Regions from separate parts of the Mus musculus genome. Here all the other regions are linked to region 1. The links are chromatin contacts, called in public HiChIP or PLAC-seq maps. All regions are on one chromosome and are shown on one strand. The core of a region is the stretch at or near the end of the contact, and the rest is flanking DNA. Distances in the headings are between cores, read along the strand shown. Region 1 has its middle 18 kb from the start of Gm41183. Region 2 has its middle 100 kb from the start of Gm5464. Region 3 overlaps Dpysl2 (dihydropyrimidinase-like 2).

Region 1 (4,761 bases), core at 365-2,864:
GAAACTTCAGGAGCTGGTGCTTTCTCGCCCTGCTGGAGGAAGGCTTTGAGGGTTTATAGCCTTGTCCAACTTCCTGCTTTCTCCCTCTGCTAACTGTGTTCGGACAAAGATGGCCAACAGGCTTCCTGCTCCTGCCACGAGGCCTGCCTACTGCCATGTCTTCCAGACCTAATGCTCACCCACTCCCTTTGGAACCATAAATCAAAAACAAAAACAACAACAACAAAAAAAGCTCCAAAAACTGTCTTCTGTAAGTTGCTGTTGGTCATGTGTTTCATCACAGAAACAAAACAGTAACGAATTCTCTCAAGATCTCATGCACACCGTGCAGGGCTATATTCCCCAAACTATATCTTCAGCCCTTGTCTTTCCATTTTTATTTTGGGTCAGAGTCTTCATAAATTTCCTAGGCTGGCCTGAACTTCAGATCTTCCTGCAAAACTCCCAAGGAGCTACTATCACAGGTGAGCCCCACCGTGCCTCGCCAAATTAAATTCTAAAGCCACAACAAAGCCTTACTGGAACGTTTAAAGCAACATCTCAGAGCAAGTAGATGTGGTGCTAAAATGCCCAGACGCTTTGAAGTCGAAAAGGTGATTTTAATTTAACTGGAAATAACATGAAAAGGTCAACAAGATATTTTAGAGAAATGATCATCTTATTATGATTGTATCAAAGGAAACATTTAGCTGTGTACAAAAGATCCATTCTTTTTTTCCTTTCCCCCAAAAGATCTATTTTCCCCCTAAAAGATCTGTTCTTGTTCATTTCCTATTTTAAACAAGGAAGTTGAAAAAAATCCAATTAAATATCCAAGAGTAGGGGAAATAGTTAAATTATTCCTTATACTGGAATATGGGGCCACTTAATAAAAACTAAGAATATTTCAAGTCAGGAGAAAATGGTTATTTGAATGTAGCAAATATTCAGTAATAATAAGTGTGCTGCCAAATTAATTGGGATTGAAGGGAAGAGACAAAACTGTTATAATGGATCTGTTGTTGCTTTTTCAATCCAGACGTTTTCAATTTAATTATCTATTATTTAGCAGACCCATCGATGAGGCTCTCAGCATCACCATACCCGGATACCCTGGTTCTGTTTAAGAGTTGTCTATGCATGGTTTTTGCTCTTTCTCCTTTTCCCCTACTGCCCTTGGCCATTATGCTCTTAGTTGAGAAATCACTATGTCTTGGGCCAGAAAAAGATAACCAGAACTAAACACCAGAGCCCGGGACTGGGAGGTTAAATGGTGGCAGGTGGCCTTGAGACAGCTGGGCTTTAAGGCTGTGAGGGGACAGCCTGGACACCAGTTAGAGGGGCGGGTCCATTGCAGAGGCCCAGAAAGGAGGGGCTAGGAGGGCAAACAAAAGAAACAACCCCGGGTGGGCGGGGGCACCTGAAGAAAAGCACGGTGCAGACCCTTCCACCCCCATCCAAGAACCCGAGGCTGGAAGAGGGGCGGGGCCGCCGCTGGTCACCATCAGCTCTCCCAACACAGGTTACAGCGACCTGATCTACGTTGTGGGTGTCCATCCCCACAGAGCCGCCCACGCCACAGCTACTCAAGTGGCCCAGAGGCCTCACCAGGGCTTAGTGAGCAGGAACGCCATTATTGGCTGCAGCTACTAGCATGATGTCATCATCACCCAATCTGAAGTCAGTGCCCCTCCCCAGGCTAGGGAATTAATTAGGAGTTAATTAACTCTTCCTGCAGAGTCTAGTAGAGTGCCAAGGTTTTGTAAGGATTTAGGGTGTGAGTGTGTGTGTGCACACGCGCGTGTTCTCGTGCGCGCGTGTTAAGACATAACTGTATTCAGGAGATTGTTGAAAGGATAATCTAGGATATTATTAACCGTTTTGTTCTACTTTGTGTGTGTTTGTTTTTGGTTTTGTTTCGTTTTGTTTTTGAGACAAGGCCTTGCTGTGTGTAGCCCATTGTAGCCTAGAACTCAAAATCTTTGCAGCTCACCTTTCCAAGAGCTGGGATTACTAGAGTGCGCCTCTACTCCCAGCCTGCAGTGAAATATGTTAAGCTCTTTTCTGTATTTAAACGCAAACGTGTGAGGTGCCTTACAGAGGTGCCTCATGCTTCTGGCAGCCTCTTAACTCTGCATTTACTGTGAGAAATCTCCTTTGCATTTATTCTTTAGATTCCTGGTAGTTAGTTGATGCGAAACGGGCATTCCGTAGGTTCACACACCACATCCAGTGTATAAACGTGCGCGGTCAATGTTACTTGCTGCAAAGAACTGAGCCACATGTGTGATGATTTATTTTATTTTATTTTTTTATATACTAGGATGAGTGTTTTAAAGTAGGCTGAAATGAACACAGTTGTGGATTTATTACACTGTAGGATGCCTGACCTTAATTCCTTTAAGATCAATTTCTAGAAGACAAACTTGTCATAGATGAAAATACTTGTTGCCATGAGCTGGGGACCCAGCAGTAGCCCAGCATAAGCAGGTCCTAAGGTTGATCCCGGGCAAACAAACCAAAACAACATGAACAACAAACAGGAAAGGGAAGAAAGCGCACGTCACCAGGCTGCTTTGGAAACTTACAATCCATGAGCACCTCTGATTCTCCACATGGTAATCAAATTTGAGATTATCTTTGATCATCTCGGGTATGATGAGAGCCCATGTGTAAGTTTTAGCTCTTCCTTTCCGTAATTCCCAGGATTTTGGCTGTTGTGAGCCTCGGTCAGTCTCCTAGCGATTCCCTGAATTCTCTTTGCCCTTTGCCTGCTTTGGTACCAGTCAGGATGCCTCGGCGCCCTGTGTCATTAGGGCACCTAAATGTGTCTCCTTTTTTCTTTGTGTCACACTGTATGTATAGCATATTCCCTTGCAAGATCACAGCCGACCTTGCTGTTAAGTCTGTGGCCACTTTTAAAATATCTTTTTTTTTTTTTTTTCACTTTACATCCCGATCACTGCCCTCTCTTCCCAGTCCCCCTTCACACAGTTCCTCCCCCCCCACTTTTAAAATATCTTACATGATTATTAGTCAATCCAATTAGTTTCTTCCTACAATTTTAAGTTTTAATTAATTTTTGTTAAAGTAATTAAGGTTTTAGTTAAGAGTTTTTAAAGATTTCCTTATGAAAAAAATTTAAATTAATAATACTCACTTGGGCACAAAGTGAATGTTCAAGGGAGAATACTGGGAAGTTCCTCTAGCTCCTGTATCTTTATTCTAACAATAGCAATCATTACTACTGGTTTGTTGTGTTTCTCCCCCCCACCCCCCGAGGTAAAGTTTTATGTCAACTTGGCACAAATTAGAGTCATTTTGGAAGAGGAAATCTCAACTTAGTGTGGGCAAGCCTGCATGTGATGCATTTTCTTGGTTGATGATCCATGTGGGCGGACCCAGCTCGTGTGAGCAGTGGTACCCCTGGCCTGGCATCCTAGGTGCTATAAGAAATCAGACTGGGCATAAGGGAGGCTCCCAGGAATCAGTGCAGGCGACCTCAGCAGAAATACCTAACAGTTGGGATTTGGAACCCAAAGAGACTACCTCCAGAAGCCAGACATGACCCTCAGCAGAGGCATGGGAACACCAACCCACCTACAAAACCTTTGACCCAAAATTGGTCCTGTCTAAAAGAAATGCAGGGACGAAGATGGAGCAGACTGAAGGAATGGCTGACCAATGACTAGCCCATTTTGAGACCCATCCCATGGGTAAGCACCAATCCCTCACACTATCAATGATGCTATGTTATGTTTGCAGACAGGAGCATAACATAGGCTCTATTCAGCAGCTGACTGAGATAGATACATATACCCACAGACAAATATTGGACAGAGGTCAGGGACCCCTATGGAAGAGTTAGGGGAAAGATTGAAGGCCTCAAGGAGATGGCAACCCCACAGAAAGACTAATAGTGTCAACTAACCTGGACTCCTGGGAGCTCCCAGAGACTGAGCCACCAACCAAAGAACATATACAGGCTGGTCCTAGGTCCCTGACATATATGTAACAGAGAGCTGCCATGTCTGACCTCAATGGGAGAGGCTGTGTCTAATCCTACAGAGACTTGATGCTCCAAGGTGGGAGGATGGGGGCAGGTTGCCCTCTCAGAGGTGAAGGGGAAGGTGAGGGGGAAAGGAACTCTGTCAGGGGGGACCGGGAGGGGGAACGTTTGAGATTTAAATAAATAATTTGAAAAAGAAGGAAAGAAAGCAGACTGAGCAAGCCATGACTGCAAGGTCAGCAGCACCTGCTCATGGCCTCTTCCAGTTTCCACCTTCAGGTTTCTGTCTTCAGCTCCTGCCCTGACTTCCTTTTCAAGACAAACTGCTATGTGGAGGTGTAAGCAAAATAAACCCTTTCCTCCTCAAGTCATGGTGCCGTATCACATCAATATAAACCTTTCCTTGTTATATGCTCACTTTGTTTTGAGGGAAATTCTTTCTATTACTTTGTATTATTACACATAAAGTTACAGTATCAGTCCTGTGTGTATCAATCCGATCTGTGAGTTGTTCCCTTTTATTGAGTGAGTTTGTCCTCTCTGTAATAAACATCACAGCTTGGTGACATCATGCTTTGTCAGACTTATGCTTCAACTTCGACTCTTATTGCTTCTTCTGGTCTTTCTTGTTTTGCTGTGTGTCTGTGTCTGTTTTATTCCTGGCTGGGTGATTCTTCTAAGAAAGGGGCTGATTTCAGTCTATGGTCTTGTTTTTCTTTTTTCTTTTCTTTTTTCTTTATGACTGTAATCTTTACTTAAGCAGTTTATGTTTT
Region 2 (4,519 bases), core at 916-3,415, 440 kb after region 1:
CCTTTGGGGGCTTTCAGAGACTGAAGCATCAACCAAAGAACATACATGGGATGGACCTAGCACCCCTGCAAACACATATGTAGTAGATATGCAGTTCAGTCTTCATGTGTGTCCTCCAACAACTGGAGCAGAGGGCTATCCCTAAAGCTGTTGCCTCTCTATGGACTACAATCCCCTAACTGGGCTGCTTTGCCTGGCCTCGGTGGGAGAGGATGCGCCTAGCCCTGTAGAGACTTTATATGCTGGTGTGGGAAGATGCCCAGGGGGATGGGTCTCCACCCTAGCAGAGGAGAGGGAGGTAATGGGAGGAGGGATTGTGTGAGGAGGGGACTGGGGGGGATATAAAATGAATTCATACATACATACATACATACATACATACATACATACATACATACATACCCTTGCTGTTCATCCGGAAGACCTGAGTTTCACTCTTCTCACCCACACTGAACAACTCACAACTGCCTGTAACTCCAGCTGGAAGAGGGGTTCTTATGCCCTCTTCTGGCCTCTTCGGTCACTGCACACACACATATGCATAACATTAAAAAAACATGAAATAAATCTTTTTAAAAAGAAGAATTGTAATCTTGTCCTCATAGAATTAGGTAAAAATATTAAACAAATTACAAAATAAGGAACCATTTCTTTTCCTTTATCCTCAACTAAAACGCCATGGTATAGGCTGAACATACCCAAAGGTACTTCTGTCCATCACTTTAATGTTTCAAACATGTGCTCTATGATTCTAAACTGAGCATGCATGTGTGTGTGTGCAAGAATGCACTCATTCCCACATGATCAAGTATGAGGACCAGGATTCACTCCCCACCATCCACTTAGGGAGAAAAAGCATGGTGGTGCCCGTTTGTAATTCCAGTGTTGGGCACAGAGAAAGACAGCAGGATCGCTGGGGCTTGCTAGTCAGCCAGACGGGACAACACAGCCAATTCCAAAGGAATAAAGCCTGAGTATGGCCTCCGTCTTCCACACAAATGCACACACATGGGTGCACATGCGCCTGCAAAAGAGAGGGAGGGAGGGAGGGAGGGAGGGAGGGAGGGAGAGAGAGAGAGAGAGAGAGAGAGAGAGAGAGAGAGAGAGAGAGAGAGAGAGAGAGAGAGATGATAAACTAAGTTCCAAATCCTGTCCATAGCATCAGCTCTATTCCTTCCTGCTCTGGTGTTTTCTGGGTCCTAAGCAATTGTCACCCATGGATATGCAGAGTCACCCATGGATATGCAGAGTCACCCATGGATATGCAGAGTCACCCATGGATATGCAGAGTCACCCATGGATATGCAGAGTCACCCATGGATAAGCAGAGTCACCCATGGATATGCAGAGTCACCCATGGATATGCAGAGTCACCCATGGATATGCAGAGTCACCCATGGATATGCAGAGCTGTAACAGCTCCTGCTTCTTCATATGCTTGGGCTCAGACTCCAGAGAACATCAGCAACACCAAAGGGCAGGCTGCTGAACTGAGCCTAAAACGAAGCAGGAACCATGCTAGAAAAGTTGGAAGCTGAGCCACAGAGAAGGCCTCTGGCTTGGCTGGACCATGTGTCTGGCCCTAGACAATTCCAGTTTCTATCAATCCAGTGTCTACTGATGGTTTATGATGAAAAGTGGGAAAAAAAATCATGGACTCTACGTTTCTGTCCAGAATAAACAGAGAGAGAGAGAGAGAGAGAGAGAGAGAGAGAGAGAGAGAGAGAGAGAGAGAGAGAGAGAGAGAGAGATTGGGGGAGAGAAAGGAGAGGAAGGAAAGGAAAGGAAAGGAAAGGAAAGGAAAGGAAAGGAAAGGAAAGGAAAGGAAAGGAAAGGAAAGGAAAGGAAAGGAAAGGAAAGGAAAGGAAAGGAAAGGAAAGGAAAGGAGAGTTTGGTATCTTAGTGAAGCAACCCGCTCTGACCCCAAATAAACAGACTCAAGACAGGAAGTTAGACCATTCTAGAGTCCTGGAAACCAAAATATTCCTCCCAATTTTTTAGTGGGACAGTGTCCACTCCTGTCCATGAGCTAGCATCCCTGGGGCATGAGGGACACTTCTGCAGCCTCAGGTCTGCAATTGGGCTATTTTTAAGTGATCCCAGAACTGTAGCATAACTACATTTCCAGATGTATTTAACAAACTGGAAAGAGGCAGCTAAATGATATATTGGGGTTTGATTTTCCCATTCCTGGCCCCCTGGAAACACCTGTGAAGGCAGGCTCCTGCTTCCATCAGAGAGCACCACGGTAAAGCTCATCCCCATGAGATGAGCTCTGTTCATGGTCTGTGGGTGTGGGTGCACTCTGGAGACTCCATCCTCCCACCTCACTCATTGCCCTGTGGACGGGGATGTATTCTGGGACCTCCATCCCCAGAGCAGCATTCAAGGCCTGTGGATATAGACTCATTCTGGGGCCTGCAGCACAATGACTCCCCACCAGGTCTCAGTGTTCTCCCTAGTGGGAGGGTCAGGACAGCAAGAGGGCAAAGTCCATTAAGAAGATGAAGAAGGGACACATGAGAGCGGGGAGGACCATCCTGCCTTGGAAGGCAGCTCATAAAGAGGATAAGGAGGCTGACACTTTCCAGACAATTCTTCCCAAATCCTCTGACACAAAGAAATGCTGTAAAGACCCTCAGGGTTTGTCCATGGAGCTTTCTGAGGTTCACCTATGGTGGTCTGGCTCCTGGCACCTTACTCAGTACCTCAGCCTTGAGACAGTCCTAGTTCAGCAATGACTTCCCAATAAAGAGGCTTCTCCTCTGCCTGCAGCCTTGCTTCTGCCTCGGGACATCTGGCAATAATCATTTCACTCATTTGCACTGAATGAATGGTGTCTTATTTCCTCCCTGTGTACAAAGCCTCAAGTATGGCCATTAGAAGCTCTCGTGTGTCATTGGATGTTCTGTTTTGCCAAGAAAGTCTTGTTCCCTGTTTTTAAGCTCTTAGAACAATCCCATTTTAGGATATCTTCTATCTGGGCTGGCTTTTCAACAGTTCGCAACACGTGCTTTTTTAAAAGATGACTTATCCTCAAGTTTCCACATTGGGCGCCTCTCTGGGTCTCCTTTTGGAATGTCCTTGTATCGCTATCCGATGTCCCTTCTCGTTCAGTTGAGAAGGCAGCAGTCCTCATGTCTACTAAGGTATTAACCACAATGATGCCAATGGTCAACTGCAAGGAAAGCTCTGGGGTGTTGGAATTCTTCTGTATCCTGTCTTGTGATGGGTTTCACGAGAGTCTAAAGGGAGGAGGAAATGAGAGAGAGCAATGGCGAGGGAGAATGACAAATCTTGCATGGGTTCTCTTATGTAGAATCCAGGTGTGTGTGTGTGTGTGTGTGTGTGTGTGTGTGTGTGTGTGTGTGTTTAACATGGTTGATATGGTATGGTAATGGTATGAAGTGGAATATCATGGAGTGGCATGGGAGGGGATAAAAGTAGAAGGGGGGGTAATTGTAGGAGAAAAGACCAGCAAGAAAAGGAAGCAGGGAGAGTAACATGTGGAGGGCAAAGATGAGCAAAGTACAGTGACAAACATGAAAAGAAGAAGGAGGAGGAGAAGGAAGAGGGGGAGGGAGAGGGAGAGGAAGAGGAAGAGGAGGAGAAATGCATGACAATATATTTTACTTTAAATCCCTGACCCCAAGTCTTATCCAAACTAATCAATTCACAATTTCTGGGTAGATACAAGTTATCTGTATTTTTCCCAAGTTCCCCCAAGGTTTCCGGAGTGCAGTCAAGGTCAAGAGCAGGAGTGTGAGTAATGTTTGTTCTACATAAAAAGCTGTTTTGTCAGCAGCTCGGTGTCCCGTTCCCAGAGGTAACTTCTGTCAGTCAGGACACACCTGCCCCAGCTTGGGCAAAGGACTGGCTTTGTGATCGTCTTCTCCAAATGACTTCCTTAGAGAACGTGGTTTCTGTCACTGTGCCCCAGTCAGGAACCCAGAAGTAGTCCCTAGAGACCCAGAATAGGCCAGGACCCTATGTTTCCAAACTCGCTGTGGGACCACCGTCTCTATAGATGATTAAAAAGCTAACAAACACCCATTGTTTTAAAGACTTGGGAGGACTTCCTGGTCTCGTGGCTTGTGGTTTTAGTCATAGTACTCAGGAGATGGAGGCAGGACTGCTGTGCATTTGGAGACAGGCTAAATGAACTATTCAACAAACCTAGAGAAGAAAGGGGACAGATGATCTGAACAAGCAAGGGTCAGCATTATGTGTCAATTTAACTTGTCCACAGGGTGCCCAGGGGGGTCACATGAGTGGGACTCACCCCATCTGAAGACCTAAACAGACAAAACACCCACTGACAGAAGCTTCTCCTTCCCATGTGACTTCAGGTGGAAACCTCAGCTTCTTCCTGTCTGCAGTCTCAAACCAACCATCCACTTTGCAGGTACAGAGCCTGCAGCTAGAACTTGTGTGAACAGACCTGCCAAGGAAGGCCTTGAGATCCTCAGCTTTCAGAGGGTTGGTTGAAATAATTCCCTGAAAAAAATAACCACACACA
Region 3 (4,627 bases), core at 192-2,691, 500 kb after region 1:
GATCCTGCTTCCTCATCTCTTCATCACAGCCCACCAAGTGTACCACCATGAGCAGCAGCCTAGTTAAAGCTAGTTGAACCTAAGCTTTATGTCAGGACTCTGAGGATGGGCTCAGGAAGACGCTGGATCTCTGTTCCTCTTCCTACCCTAACTACACTGAACCAATCTCCTTTCTCCACAGTTCGCCACTGCTCGTTTTTCTAATTAGCCTGTGGATGATCAAGCCGTGCTTGTCAGGGCTGCCAGGGCCCAGTCTTGTTAGGCGTAAAGACTCTGGTAACAATTTCACTTGCTCACATTTGAGAATACCCAGGCCCTGGCTGATCTCAATGTGGATATTCATTCTGCTCTCATGATCCAGAGTGAAGACATTCAATGTTCGTGACTCTGGAGACAAGTCAGCCAGATACTTGTGGGCCAAGCCAACATCACCCACAAAACAAAACAAGCTTCAATAGTCTCTGGAATGGACTAGGGCTGTACCATGTTCCCCCAAGAGTGTGTCTGGCCAGCCACAGCCTGGTACGACCTTCAACGCAGATGAAGAACTACCCAAATGGAACATCTGGCTCTTTATGCCTGATCCTCAGGGAATGGAATTTCAGATTCCACATCACATCTACCGAATACACAACCGGGAAAACCGCCTTGCTATGGAGGTATATCTTATGTACAACAACGTGGGATCATCATAACAGAAGAAACTGATTCAAACGGGATCCCAAAAGGTCACTGCCAAGTCCTAAGAAAATATTGTGGTGTAAATTCTTAAAGGTAAGAAGGGAGATAGTCCCTTTCTCTGCCTACCATACTACCCCACTCCCAACATCCCTAAGCAGAGGGTCAAAACATAAATGGCTTCATCTTGTTAATGTAACTTTAAAAGCCAGGCGGTCACTTTTCAGAGGAGATAGCTGCACTCCTACAGTTAGTTGCCTTGACTAGTCCAGTTTCCACTGGAGCACGGCAGGGCTGGGGTCTGTCGCTGCTCTCTGTGCTCTTCCCAGTGAGGGAGACCCCGGCCTTCATTCACACTCAGCTTCTGGGCATCAACTATGTGAGGAGAGTCTATGAATCTTACAGGAAAGCAACCAGCTCTCAGAAAACACTCACCAAACACTCAAATGTTTCCCATTCCAGGGATAGCTGAAGAGAGCCTCCCTCCTGCTCCCTGCCCTCCCTCCCCTCCCTGAAGTTTCCTGTGGGGCTGTCAGCTCAGAAGTCTCTGAAGTGTGAATGAAAAGGACTCCAAGATGCTCAACACTTCACAGGGATGTCAGACACAGCCCTGCAGACTTCCCAGCCCAGACCCTTCACAAAAGGACAGACACACTATAAATAAAGTCTGGGAGCTACAGGCCTGTCCTCAGTAAAGCGGGGTGTGCAGTGCCTCTAATTAAGAAGCCAAGTGGGACTGGCTGCTACTAAGACTCCTGAGGAAGACTCGCTGTCCCAGGGGTCTGTCTGGATTTGCATACACACTGTGAATGGAATTCAGGCTCCATCTGGCTCCACAGAGTGGCCTGAAATTGGACAGGGGCCAAACTAAAAACGCTAGCTCTCTGGAAGAAGAGAGTATTTAAGCCTCGCTCTCCATTCTCCAGCTAGAACAGTCCAGCCTCTGATACACAACAAACACTGTGCACTGAGCCCTGACCAAAATCTCTTTAAATCTTGTAGGAAGGGTGTAATCGCTTAAAAATAAAACCTCTGCTTATTATAGAGACCTTGAACATCTGGGAGGTTGTCTATGTGATTTTATAGATGGAGCAGAACAAGCACCACAGGGAAATGACCTATCCAAGGACCCATAGCAGAGTCCAGACAATCTCTGGGCAAGTCCCTCCCGCCTTGGCAACCTACACGCCTCGGTCATATATCCTGCGAGGCCCAGCTGGAAAGGCCTTCCGTCTGTGATGGCTTTGCTGTACAGATCTTCTTTGGCCTCAGGCTCTTACCAGCTGCCTTTTGCTAGTAGTAAGTCACATTCTGGCTCACAGATATACTTCCTGTCTGCGGCTTTGTCACCAGCTCATTGAAAGACTCAGGGAGCACCATCCCCTGCTTGCCACAGATGTCCAGGCACTGCGGTGGTCAGAACATGTGCTTCTCACCGGTACCACCTCAGACAGGTGATCCCTAGATCCGGCATTCCTACCGGTCTCCCTTTTCCCAGCTTCTTGAGGGGGGAATCCTACGGAGCTGCGAGCTGTGCACATGGTAGACTGCGAAGAGCAGCATACAGCGGCAGGAAGCTGGCCGCCCTGCACAGTTCAAACCAAGCTGGCCATCATGGTGCTACAGACGGACGAGATCCTGACACTACACAAAGTTAAAACATTAGTGTTGCCTCCTATGTGCTGGGGGGTCTCTTCCTAAAGTGGGCTGTATGGCCAAGTCCATTCAGAGTGGTTCCATGTTTGATTCTCTGTGTCGCCCCCTCAAGAGTTTAAAACACAAAAGACTCAGCTTGACAGAAGAAACAGCCACCATCAGGAAGAACAGCAAGGGTGAAGGGCTCGAAATCTTATTCTTCCTTTCTTCCTTCCTGCCTGCCTGCCTGCCTCCCTCCCTCCCTCCCTCCCTCCCTCCTTCCCTCCCTCCCTCCCTCCTTCCCTCGATTCCTCCCACCCATAGGACTGACATGGGGCAAAATTACTCAAGAGCCTTATCAAACTCAGTGCCTGGCGTTAAGTTAGGCTCCTCCCACCATGCTCCTAAGCCCTGCTGAGCCTCAGGATGTCCAGAACTGGTCACTCAGTGCTCTAATTCTGTGAGACAATGGCCAAAGAGGAGGCCCTGTGCTGAGCCACGTACGCATGGGTGTAACTTTTCTGCGTAAAGGGTTAACCAGAACAGTGGGTCCCTGAGAGCTAGCTCCTGTGGGCATCCTTCCTGTTCCCACACTTTGTTCTGCCAAGCCCTGGGATCTAGTGGCCCCATCTCCTTCGCAGGCCACTTACCAAACATCCCCCTCTGTCCTGTTTTTGGAAGGGACACCTTAAATGTTGAACCTCCATCCGCCCAGGTCCCTGAGGGTCTCCCCTTGCCTGCAATCTTTGCAGTCTAGACTGTTCCTTGCTGAACTCCTCCATCCTCCTCTGCCCCTCAGAGCTGTAAGACTGCCTGCCGTTCTACAGACCTTTTCCTATACTGAAGGACCAGCCTCTGAAAAAGCACGGATATGATACCTGCAGCCTTCTGACCTACAGGCTCCACGGTCCAGTGTGATAACCTTGTGCTTCTCAGCCTGGGCTAATCCTGTTTACGGCTCCCAATGGTTCTATCCACCAGGCCCTACTGAGTGTGCTGCACTCAGCAATGACTCATCATGTGCGTTTTAGAGGTGTAAAGGAACTCTGTGGTTCCATCCTATGTTTAAGGGACTGGCGGTACTGCAAATGGGTATGTACATGCATGCACATGCACACGCATTTCTTTGAAAGACCAAAGCACATCCAAAAAGCCCCACTTTCAACAGGTACAGGGGTGGAGGAGAGGCCCTGCACAGAATCTACGAGACATCATGTCGCACATCCCAGTCCCAGATATTCACCTCCTCTGGCCGGCTCAACACGTGTCCCTCGGGGCCCGTGATGCCCAGATCCAGGATCCTCTGCTGTTCCTGTAATGTGCATAGAAAGCCGAGTGGTCAGAGAAGGTGGGTTTCAGGTGGCGGATGCCAAGAGACCTGGGCAAAAAAGCTCCCTAGCAAGAAGTTCAGTGGGCCCTGCTGGATACCGGGTGTCATGCCAGACCTCAGAAAGAGGCATCACTATACTAATTCCAATCCCACTTGAGCAAGACAGATCCTCTAGAGCCCCTCAATATGTTCAGCATCCCCAGGGAAGCTGACAGCCACTCTTGGCCCACAGCACAGTAATATGATGGTATCCAAGTGTGACTACGGTGTTCCTTGACTCCATCCAGAACAGCTACACTGCAGTGCCAAAAGAAGGGGCCTTTCTATAATGGAAATAAGCAATATGCCTTACCAAACACTAGCAGAAAGTCCCCGAAGAGCCTTTGTACCAGACCATACGGCCCTCTGGATTTTCACACTGGTGGTCCAGCTTCAAAAGCTGTCCTACACTCTTGAGCTTGCTTTCCAGGAGAGGAAGAAAATATGAAAGGATGGGTCCCTTACCTCAGCAATGATGTCACCATTCTCTGCGTGGACTTGAGCTATGGCACCGATATCCCGGATCACGCTCAGCACTTCATAGATCTGAGGAAGAAGGGAACGAACTCAGAGACCCAAACCTGCAAGTTTCTGGTCAAAGGAAATCATCCCCTGGGTTGAAATGGCACCCAGGCTGCTGTGACAGGCTTGGCTTGGCAATAGGCTCAAGGGGACTGCCTTCTGGCCACTCTGAGAGTCAGAGAGGCAGCCCAACCAAAAGGACAGGGGTGAAGTGTGAAATGCAGGAGATGACACCCAGCTCTGCACCAGGTGTGACCAAGACTCTCAGCACTACCACTAGGCCACACAGTATCCTGATTAGAGGTTACGGTTTGATATGAGAGTTTAGAAGGGCAAGACCCCATCAAAGGCTAACTTCATTAAACTCCAAACCTGCCACCCATATCCCATCAAGCTATGAGTGAGCTATATACACACGCGGAA

What was found. HiChIP or PLAC-seq counts read pairs in DNA pulled down with a chosen protein or histone mark.
Region 2: a contact with region 1 is called in an H3K27ac HiChIP or PLAC-seq map of embryonic stem cells, with 6 times the contacts expected there. The contact joins two enhancer-like sites. A contact is called at or near these places in 2 of 484 Hi-C or Micro-C datasets (the G1E-ER4 cell line and bone marrow-derived macrophages) and 5 of 115 datasets of contacts at active chromatin or transcription factors (embryonic basal ganglia, embryonic stem cells, forebrain and 2 more).
Region 3: an H3K27ac HiChIP or PLAC-seq map of oligodendrocyte precursor cells shows a contact between it and region 1, with 9 times the contacts expected there. The contact joins two enhancer-like sites. A contact is called at or near these places in 1 of 484 Hi-C or Micro-C datasets (bone marrow-derived macrophages) and 6 of 115 datasets of contacts at active chromatin or transcription factors (embryonic basal ganglia, embryonic forebrain, embryonic hindbrain and 3 more).

The regions. Positions count from the first base shown.
Region 1 is chr14:66,323,542-66,328,302 of GRCm38.p6, forward strand. No RefSeq gene overlaps it. Among named protein-coding and RNA genes, the nearest start is that of Gm41183, 18 kb to the right of the region's middle. Within about 2 kb of position 1,615, at least 182 of the 459 cell types and tissues checked have an H3K27ac peak or open chromatin away from gene starts, as enhancers often do. A contact at or near this core is called in embryonic basal ganglia, embryonic stem cells, forebrain and 1 more, where this site is marked.
Region 2 is chr14:66,761,591-66,766,109 of GRCm38.p6, forward strand. It overlaps a transcript of Adra1a not described here. Among named protein-coding and RNA genes, the nearest start is that of Gm5464, 100 kb to the right of the region's middle. Within about 2 kb of position 2,166, at least 16 of the 459 cell types and tissues checked have an H3K27ac peak or open chromatin away from gene starts, as enhancers often do. A contact at or near this core is called in embryonic stem cells, where this site is marked.
Region 3 is chr14:66,825,215-66,829,841 of GRCm38.p6, forward strand. Dpysl2 (dihydropyrimidinase-like 2) reads right to left here. Exons shown (of 14, transcript NM_001378767.1): 6 at 4,148-4,228; 7 at 3,557-3,625. Among named protein-coding and RNA genes, the nearest start is that of Gm5464, 41 kb to the right of the region's middle. Within about 2 kb of position 1,442, at least 62 of the 459 cell types and tissues checked have an H3K27ac peak or open chromatin away from gene starts, as enhancers often do. A contact at or near this core is called in embryonic basal ganglia, forebrain and oligodendrocyte precursor cells, where this site is marked.